Linked DNA regions of Oryza sativa: region 1 is linked to region 2. A link is a contact called in public ChIA-PET data. All regions are on one chromosome and are shown on one strand. Each heading gives the region's core, a stretch centred on a gene start, on an enhancer-like site or on the middle of the called end of the contact. The rest is flanking DNA. Distances are from core to core; before and after follow the strand shown. Region 1 holds the start of LOC4327678 (vesicle transport v-SNARE 13). Region 2 holds the start of LOC4327676 (jacalin-related lectin 19).

Region 1 (4,988 bases), core at 2,207-4,706, 40 kb before region 2:
AATCACAATGATAGGATGGTCAACAGTGACATCAGTTCAGGTATAGGAATACACACTCCCTATAGTGTACCAGAATAGAATTCAATACCTCTAGTGTAACAGAAAGCAGTACTTGGATAAATGAGTCACCTTTCATTTTAAGCCCTTTTTAGACATTTCACATATTGGAGTGCACGTTAACTGTACATTACATGACATGGGCGATGAGCCACACAAATACCATAAGTTTGGGGAAACAAGTGTGTGCTTGCAGAGATATGTGTTGCCCAATGTACAACATTCAGGCAACTATTTTATCACACATTTACTGAGCGGAAATTGCTTTGAAGACCCTACCAGAAAGCAAGCTCAATAAGCGAGCTTAAAGTACAGTATGAGAAGGATGGCTAGAACAAGAGCTGCAATTATCCCCCCAATGATCCACTTGTTCCTGTCCATCCTCTTTGACATTGCCGCCAGGATCTTTTTACTCTTGCCAACATTATCATCAACCCCATGCAACTGTGAGAAAAATGACGCCATTAACATATATGAAATAAGTAGACTGCATTGCATGATTACTGTTGCCATTAGCTTGCAGCTAAATCTATTACTGTTAATGATGTGAATCTTGCTGCAAATATTTTGGATAGCACATTTTTTATACAGGAATTTTCCAGTATTCACTTCAACAATGAATCGTCGACCATGGCTTTGCATGCATATGCATCGTCTACTGTTTGCTCTTTGCATTCAAGAGTATAAACAATGAAGTACTTATATTTTGTTTTAACTTGTAAGTGGTTTTTGATGTGGTGGTTGGTAGGTTCCTTTAGGCCTTGTTCGGTTAATCCCCAAGAGGGAGGAGGGATTGGAGAGGATTTATTCCACACCTATTGTAGAATCACCTCCAAACCAAACAAGGAATTAATTGGGTCAACTTTAAAAGCCAAGCAAAAGGCAACCTTAACTTGCTAAAAAGCCAATTCTCCAAGATAGAGCAAAGCAACAAATCTAGAACCTAAGTAATAGTATTCCTATGCCATATTTACCTGTAAAACCAGACAACACAGGATGGTTCAAATAATAAACATAAGACATGCCCAGAAGACGAATGAATATGACATTAATAGGAAGGCAAATCCAATAAATGTGTAAAAAGGTTATGACAGAATACGTACAGTAGTATGAGCGTGCAGCAGTGACTGCCGTTGTTGATGAAGATCCTGAAGAATTGACACACCAAGTTCTTCTGTCTCCAATATGGTTCTTCGGCTCTCTTTAATCTTATCATTGGACTGATTCAGTCTTTCTGTTGTCATCATCAATCTTCCCCTCTGATCAGTAGACGCCTGATTTACATAATAATCCCAGTTACAACATGAAAAACAACAAAAGAAAAAACGGCATTAACTTTGAGAGAATGTTTAAGAAATCAGAATCAATGTAATGCTGAGGCATTATGATATAAGATATTATATCAGCAGAAAAATATGACGGACAAAGAATGCAAAGGTAGCATTCCCAAAAGCTTTTCAACATCCAGGAATACATTGGCTGGATAATGTATTCATTTCGCAAAAACATTAAGCAGATTACTGAAAGTAGAAAGGACAGTTTCTGAGGGTGTTAACTCCGATTTCCTATTCTCCTGACAGATCAGCATTTTTTTTTAATCAGAACAACGGATATTCATCAAGGACCAAATTGGACCACACAAATTTGACAAGAAACAGTTCTCACTACTCATGCGACTACAGAATTGTACCATGAAGATCAGAATGGAAATATCTTGTATAATACACATCTGTCAATTGTGTCCACATTAACAAATGAATGAGAAAATTATGTAGGAAATTTCAAAACAAAATAGTTACAGAGAACTCATTGAGATTGTGTGAAATCTGTAGTACAGTTGATAATGGTGACAGTAAGGGTCCAGATCTGAAAATAAACCACAACTGGAAATAAACTGATGATATACACTCCTACTGAATTACAACGTTGCCATGTAACAGACACAAAAAACACATATAGGAAAAACCTTGAGTGGCAAGAACATGTTACAAAATGAAGCTCTCATTGTTTAAAGGTTTTAAATACAATGAAAAAACTAAAATCCAGATTGCACAAATATTAAAATATTTAAATACCTTATTCTAACTGAAGTTCAGCATAACACTATTAATCACATACCAATACAGAACTTAAGAACCATTAAATTGTCAGTGATACATACATAAATGGTACAGATTTGGGGAAAAAAAAAGAAAACAACCACCATTAATTCAGCCTCAATTAACCATCCAATAACAAGTATCACAATTAAAAAAATATAAGTACAGCTAGTATCAGTGATTATGAGCTCATGAATGCTACCTGTCAGTCGTTTGTGCCCGTGATATACGTAAAACACCTATTGTGATATAGATTAAAACTACAAACTACAGCAACACAATGGACAAACAAAACTAGATGCTGCCAATTATTAAAATCTGCAATATGGTCAAATTGAGCTAGTAATACAAATCATGGAGCTCACCGCGAGAGTGTCAGCCAAGCCTGACTCAAGGAGCTCCTCCCGTGTAGCCTGCCTTGCATTGGGCGCCGAGATCCTCTTAAGCTCACTCTTGAGATTGTTGAGGTCAGATTTGTACTCCCTCAGCTTCGCAAGCAAACCGGCCTTCACGCTCGGTTGTAGGCTCCTCGCCTCCAGGTCCATCTTCCGAATCTGTATGCACAAACCCATACAAATAAAACGTTAAATACTGCACCTGTACCCCAGATGAAACATACATTTACACCGTTATAAATAGCAGGTATCTACTAAAAAGTATGCATCCGCATATCAAAATCACCAGCCTTTTTTAACTGCTAACCTACCGCAGAATGTAAGTCAATACTAGAATGGTACTCCTCATAATGATGCAGGTTAGGGATCCCAAAGAAATGGGTTCGATATTTACCAGCGACTCAGCCTCCTCCACGCCGGACTGAATCTCGGACAGCTTCTGCTTCTTTTTCTCTGCAGAAATCGGACACCCGATTAGTCGTACTCCAAGAAAAGGGGGAAACTCCTCCGCGTAAGATCTCGATGGCATATCGGGATTAGACTAGAGGGGATCGGTCGGTTACCTCCATCGAGGGCGGAGGCGGTGGTGCACTTGCGGAAGAGGGAGGCGGACACCTCGCAGTACTGCCGCTCGTAGCCCTCGAACACCTCGCTCATGGCTGCTCTGCCCCCCTTCGATCTCCTCTACCCCCGCGAAATCCGCCGCCGAAATCGAACCGCTCCGCGGCGGATGCGATTCACCACCAGACGCAGCTCCCCGGCCTCCAATCGAGCGGATGGTCGGGGGCGAGCTCGACGGCGGGCCGATCCAGGCGAGTCGGCGACGGGGAACTCGGCGGAAGCTTCGATTTTGATCGGGTCGGGATTTGGGGATTTTGGGGTGGGAGAGAAGAATAAAAATAGGTGGATTAGCGGAGGCGGCTTCGCGGTCGCATTGTGCGTGTGAGTTGGGACACTGCGAGGTGGGCCCGCACGATTTAGTAGTAGTTGCCGTGTCGCTAAGCAAACCGGGGCCCTCGTCACGGCGCGTGGTGGGCTACGGTCTTGTTGGGCTTAATACAGGGCCCATCTGATATGGCCCAAATTGTGGGAGAGTCCAAACATGGGAAGTGAAGGCCCAACAAAGGTCTGAAGTATTTCAAAGGAAAACGTATACTTCGATTCCCTCAACTATCGCCTGAATATGATTCATATCCTCCAACTACAAAACTGGATATATCAACTCCTCTAACAATCAAAACCGGTGTAAACTATGTCTCTTGGTGGTTTTAGCTGATGTGACGTCTATGTGGCGGTCTTGGCCGGGTTTTTGTCCTACTTGGCATTATAATAAAATAAAAATAAAAAAAATATGTGGGACCCACATTTCACCCTCCCTCTCCTTTCCTTCCTTCTTCCTCCTCCTTCCTACCTCTCCCTTTTCTCTCTCTCTCCCCCTTCTCTTCCCTTTGGGCGTCCACGGGGACGGGGGCGGCGAGTGGGGATTTGGAGACGAAACACAGGGGCAGAAGCGTAGGCGGACGCGACGACATGGGGCGAGCATAGGATGGGGATAGCGATGTGATGTTCGATTCATGAGGAAGACAAGTGGTGGTGGTTGGGCGGCTACACCGACGCGCGTGTGTTGTGGAGGAGCGGTGGCGGCGCCGACGCACATAGGAGTGGGGCGCTGCCGGCAACCACCTCTGCCCTTTGCGTGGAGGAGGAGGCGTCGGTGGCGGAGGGAGGCAGGAAGCGACATGGGGAGGATATGACGGGGACGAGGAGGTGGTGGCGGCGGCGGCGGCGGCCGAGGCTGTCGCCGGGGGTGGGGGCGGGAGCGGGAGCGGGAGCGGGATGGGGATTGGGGGAGGGGGACGGGGAGGCGGTGCCGCCGAGCTTGTGGGCGCGCTGGTGTGGCCGCGTGGGGCGGAGAGAGGAAGGAAGGATTAGGAAGAAAGAAAGGAGAGGGAGGATGACATGTGGGTCCCACAATACATTTTTGTGTGGACGATATATGGTCCCACAATTTTTTTATTTTTGTTTTATTACAATAATGCTACGTAACGTAAGCGCCACGTAGGACAAAAACCCGGTCGGGACCGCCACGTAGGCGCCACGTTAGCCAAAATCACCAAGGGACATAGTTTGCATCGGTTTAATAGTTGGAGGAGTCAATATTTCCGGTTTTGTGGTTGGAGGACTGTCATGGTTATGGATACCACATAATTAATAGTAGTTGACTAAGCTCGGTAGGGCCCACCACATACCATGTCTTATACGGAATCATACCTCGTATACATAAGGAGTTCCGGATAAGGAATGACAAATAGAGTTATATATGGAAACTATCAGGACTACTCGGATTGTATCCATATTGGTCTCCCTAGTTCTACTTGGACAAGGGGACACCTATGGGTATAAATACAAGCCCCCTAGGAGGAGATGGGACAAGCAA
Region 2 (4,733 bases), core at 570-3,069:
CACCACATGCGATCGATCGTTGCCGCCGCGCGCGCGCAAAGCGTTCGGTGCTCCCCCCCCCCCCCCCCTCCCCAATGATGGCTGCTCCGGTGGGGCGGGGCGGCCGTCGCCCTCATGCCTTGCATGGTTTGGCGCCGTTTCGTTTGATTGATCCCCTGTTTCGTTTCACTCATCGTCCAGCCGCCTGTCCGAACGAAGTTTTCTTTCCCTCGTGAATTGCTCGTCAGACCGCAAGATCAGGCAGGCGTGTTCAGGAACAGCTTGACCTGCGCTCAACCGAAGATCGCAGGTGAACCCGACGTGAACGGAACAGTTCACAACTCACAAGTCACAAAGAGTTGAGTTGTTGGTTTCATCTCATTCTGCAGAGTGCAAGCTAAGACGTTAAGGCTGAAGCAACAGGCTAGAGAAAAGAAAAGAACAGCTGCCATGTCCTGATCCGTTCAGTCAAAGCTAGTAAGCACAAATAGACAGATAGTTCACCTGACCCTGAGCTACTGATAATTGACGTAGGAGCAAAGTTAAGCTGCTGTCCGGATACACCATAATAAGAGGTGTCCAAGAATCTTTAGAGCACGGCACAAGGCCCCAGCTAACAGTGGATATGCGTTGGAGTGTCCCGCATTCCTGAAAATATAGCATTTGAGACTTTGACAGCGTGAACAAGAAGCTGATTGGGTGTCCATGATTACTCAGCGAAGAAACAGTGGAAAACATATAGCTGCTAGAGTGTCAGCTAGTCTGATAAATTTGCTATTGGAAATGAGCCGATTCATGCCTAATGACAGGAAGATTGCGACGCATTGGGAGCCTTGGGGGTTGCTCGGTTGTAAAGTGTAAACTACCACTACTGGATATCTGAATTATATAAGCAGGTGAGCTGTGCGGTGTGCATAGCATTATCATTCGCCTTCTGTTGTGTTTCCAATTGGACTGTTCTTGTGGACGTCCACCTGGGAGATGGATTCTAAATTTCACCATATGTACCTTTTTCCCTGCAAACTAAATTGTTATGAAAAAAATATTTTTTATAAGATAGATTAATATATCACTTTACAAACAAGCAAGTTAAAATCCACCTTGCACGAGTTGTAACAAAAATAACAAAATAAACTCCAACTAGTATATTACATATTATTTGTTACAGGTAGTATATTTATAGCTAAATTTGTTATTTTTTCGAACCTTTAGAAGTTAATTTTGAACATGCATGTTAAGTGATATATTACATATTAATGTATCTTTTTTTATTTTTTTTTTAATTATTTAGTTGACATGGAAGAAACATATGAACATCCACCCGAATACTTCAAAGAGTTTTAAAAGAGTTTCTATGTTCTTGTGGCCCTGTCCTGAAAGTGTTTGTTAACCGCGAAAATCTGTACCGTAGCTACTAGCTAATATTCCCCAGAATGTTGGTTCAGTAGCAATAAGCACAAAGCAACAGATACGACAAGAGTTTCTGATTCCTCATCAGCTCGTCAGTCAGTCTACGACGCTGCTTATATTATTGAACACAGAACAAAAGAACTTATGCTTGCAAATTCAGATAAATTAATCCATAGCAGATACGGGGAGTGATACCGGACAAACTGATCAGTCCTAAGTTCAGACCAGAAAAAGTTTTTGGGAACGAGAAAATTCCAGGTACATACTCCCTCCATCCCAAAAAAAAACTCGTGTACAACGTTTGACCGTCCATCTTATTTGAAAAAATTATGAAAAAAATTTAAAAAAAAGTCACGCATAAAATATTAATCATGTTTTATCCTCTAACAACAATGAAAATACGAATTATAAAAAAATTTCATATAAGACGGGCAGTTAAAGTTAGACACGGAAAATCATGGTTTGACTTTTTTTTTTGGGACGGAGGAAGTATACGCCAATCATTTGATTCTTCCCCACCTAATATGCCAGAACCCAATCACAATCGCTCAGCATCTTATTCGCCCGCTCCAGCCATACCTGCTTTATCTAAGACCCGAGAACACTCAAAGTGATTAGCAGCAAAAATTCAAAAAAAAAAGTGATTAGCAACAATGCTGAGGTTCTTTCAAATAAACAATGCTAAGTTTCTTGCTGTCCCAGGACCCAGATGAAGCACAGATTAAAGTACATTATTATGTGCTAAGGTTTCTTGTTGCCCCAGGTGAAGCACAAAATTAAAAGAACATCATGGTCTAGCTTGTGCTATCCGGTATCTAATTCTTTGTACTCTCCACTTACCTCTTACAAAAGTGAGTATTTCAGTTCTATATAAGTGCACTCTCCTACTTGTTAACGAAAAATAGTACACTCCTACTAGGATACAACCACTTATCCAGGTGCTTCCTGTTCTTCTCCGAATTTCAGGTGACAAGCAAGTCAGTCTAATGGACATGGTAAGGCACATCAACTGTCGTGGTCTCGAATTCTCGATCGTGCTGAACATTTCTGACGACGAACGCAGCTGAACACAGTTTTTTTTCTTGCTCTTTCAGCAACCGGGTCATTACCAGCAGAGGAGGATGGTTGCTTCGAGCAAGGCCATCAAGGTCGGGCCGTGGGGAGGCACCGCCGGGAGCCCGTGGGACGACGGCGCGCACCGCGGCGTCCGGAGCATCGCCCTGACGTACGGGCGGTTCCTCGAGTCGATGAGGGTGGAGTACGACAGGAACGGCCACCCTGTCCACGGCGAGAAGCACGGCGGCGGCGGCGACGGCAGAACAAGCCGCACTGCCGAGGTGCGTGCGTGCGTGCGTGCTCCGGTGCAAGTCAGCTCATCTACCAAAAAAAATGTGCATCTCTCTGAATCTCTCCCTCTCTCTCTGATCGATGCAGGTGAAGCTGGACTACCCGTACGAGTTCCTGACCGGCGTCGGCGGCCGGTGCGGCCCGGTGGCGCACGGCGGATCGACGGTGGTTCGGTCGCTGACGTTCCGGACGAGCACGGGGGCGGTGCACGGGCCGTTCGGGGACGCGTCGGGGGACGGGGTGCCGTTCGAGTACCCGATGGAGGGCGGCGTGGTGGTCGGGTTCAGCGGGAGGAGCGGGTGGTGGCACCTCGACGCCGTCGGCCTGCACGTCGCGGCGCTGCGCCCGGAGACGCTCTGCGACGTGGTCCAGGAGCGCGGCGCCATGGCGTACCGGTCTTTCGTCTACGGGAACGGCGGCAGCAGCTCGGGAGCGCATCAGCTGCAGCAGAAGAGGAAGCCGTTCGAGTGGTGCTACAAATAAGCAGACAAAACGATTCCTTTTTCTGCGGAATAAACAGTGATTGATTCGTAACTAATAAATCGAACTACTGCGCGGTAGTCACCAGCAAGCAGCAAATTACACACTAACAAAAACCTTAATCTTGTCATCACGAGAAGATTAGCGTTGGAAGAAACATTTCACGTCGAACACATTATCCGAACCAGCGATCAACCAGACATACGTCGTGACCCAAATCGGCACGACGGCGAAAGCCATCACCCGTGGCCCAGTGTCAGCCGCAGGGGTAATTCGTAGCTCGCGCTCTTTTGTCGAAACGTGAACCTGTTGTCCCTCGTGGCAGCTACCCACGCCTCGTTCGGTGCTCTCGCGTCACGTGGACCGTTGGCTCGTGGGCCCACCTGTCAAAATACTCTACGGGTGGAAAGCCCAGGACTCCTAGGCGGCTAGGCGCACCTGCTGGCCGCTCAGCCACCACAGCTTTCAAAATCGCTATTACCTCCCGATTTAATCCTCGTTTTCCTCCCAAATCGCCAGTTTAACTACGCCCACAGGCATCGGTGGCAACAGCTAACAATAGGTTAATTAAGTGCTAATCAAAATAGTAAGTCTAATTAATTACTATACTTACAATAGAAACTGCTCTTCCTACCCTCGCGTCCTTTGGCCTCGTCTCACTCCATTCTCATTTCCCAAAGACCGCAAAAAAATTTTCCTTCCATCGCTCGCCGCATTTCCCTTTCCCCCTATGCGGATCCGCTCCCTTGCATCCACCGCCATTCCCCGCGTCTGATCCGTCGTCGTTGTGGAGGATGAGGGAAGGGGGAGCGGGCGAGGGGCAGGGCGCGGCCGTGGATGAGGCGACGGGGTTCGAGGTCGGGATCGTCGTGCCCAAGCTCTACCGCGGCGCTGCGGCCGGGTGCGGCGAGGTCGAGAACTGCGTGGCGCGGCTGGTGCGGGAGCTGGAGGACGTAGGGCTGATCGTCGAGCGCGTCCGCGGCGTCCCCGCGGAGTTCATCAAGGTCCGGTGTTTTTTTTTCTTTTATTATTATATTTTGAATTCCGCCGTTTGGCACGGTGGCCTGATTTTGAATTTCTGAGACGAGGAGGCGATTAGGGGAAAGGGAGCACTACACTTCGCTATAATCATGTGGCGAGAAACCATGAGCTTGTTGTAATGTTTGTGGATTTGCATTTTGAATTCAGCTGTCTGCGCCCATGGGGACCCTGGGGAGAGTTGCAGCGGAGATGAACATGAAGAAGCTAACTTATATCGGTAACTGATCTAATCCACCTGTGAGTATTTCAGAATGGGTGATTTGATGATGTGTTCATGGTTTATTTCTCTGCTTGTCAGGAATGGAACTGCAGTTTGAATGGGACCAGGTTGGAGCATTCGTCAGGCAGCCCGACGGGTCCCTGTTTAGCTGGCGAGAGCGGTTTGCCTGCTTCCGGCACTTGATATACAGCATCGTAAGTGCACAGTTGTCTCCCATTGTAGTTGCTTTTGTTCCTGTTACCCACTTCGGCACATT

Evidence for each region. ChIA-PET counts read pairs in DNA pulled down with a chosen protein or histone mark.
Region 1: a contact with region 2 is called in an H3K9ac ChIA-PET map of seedling, with 8 times the contacts expected there. The contact joins the promoter of LOC4327678 here to the promoter of LOC4327676 in region 2. A contact is called at or near these places in 1 of 15 Hi-C or Micro-C datasets (an unstated tissue) and 3 of 4 datasets of contacts at active chromatin or transcription factors (leaf and seedling).

Annotation. Positions count from the first base shown.
Region 1 is chr1:29,951,226-29,956,213 of ASM3414082v1, reverse strand. LOC4327678 (vesicle transport v-SNARE 13) reads right to left here and starts at 3,456. Exons shown (of 5, transcript XM_015766359.3): 1 at 3,115-3,456; 2 at 2,946-3,004; 3 at 2,522-2,710; 4 at 1,161-1,331; 5 at 113-501. The coding sequence starts at 3,208. The coding sequence ends at 349.
Region 2 is chr1:29,909,908-29,914,640 of ASM3414082v1, reverse strand. It overlaps LOC4327676 (jacalin-related lectin 19), which reads left to right and starts at 1,819. Exons shown (of 4, transcript NM_001409232.1): 1 at 1,819-2,240; 2 at 2,356-2,384; 3 at 2,484-2,726; 4 at 2,824-3,274. The coding sequence starts at 2,376. The coding sequence ends at 3,219. It overlaps LOC4327675 (anoctamin-like protein Os01g0706700), which reads left to right and starts at 3,870. Exons shown (of 16, transcript NM_001409234.1): 1 at 3,870-4,220; 2 at 4,405-4,474; 3 at 4,556-4,671. The coding sequence starts at 4,011.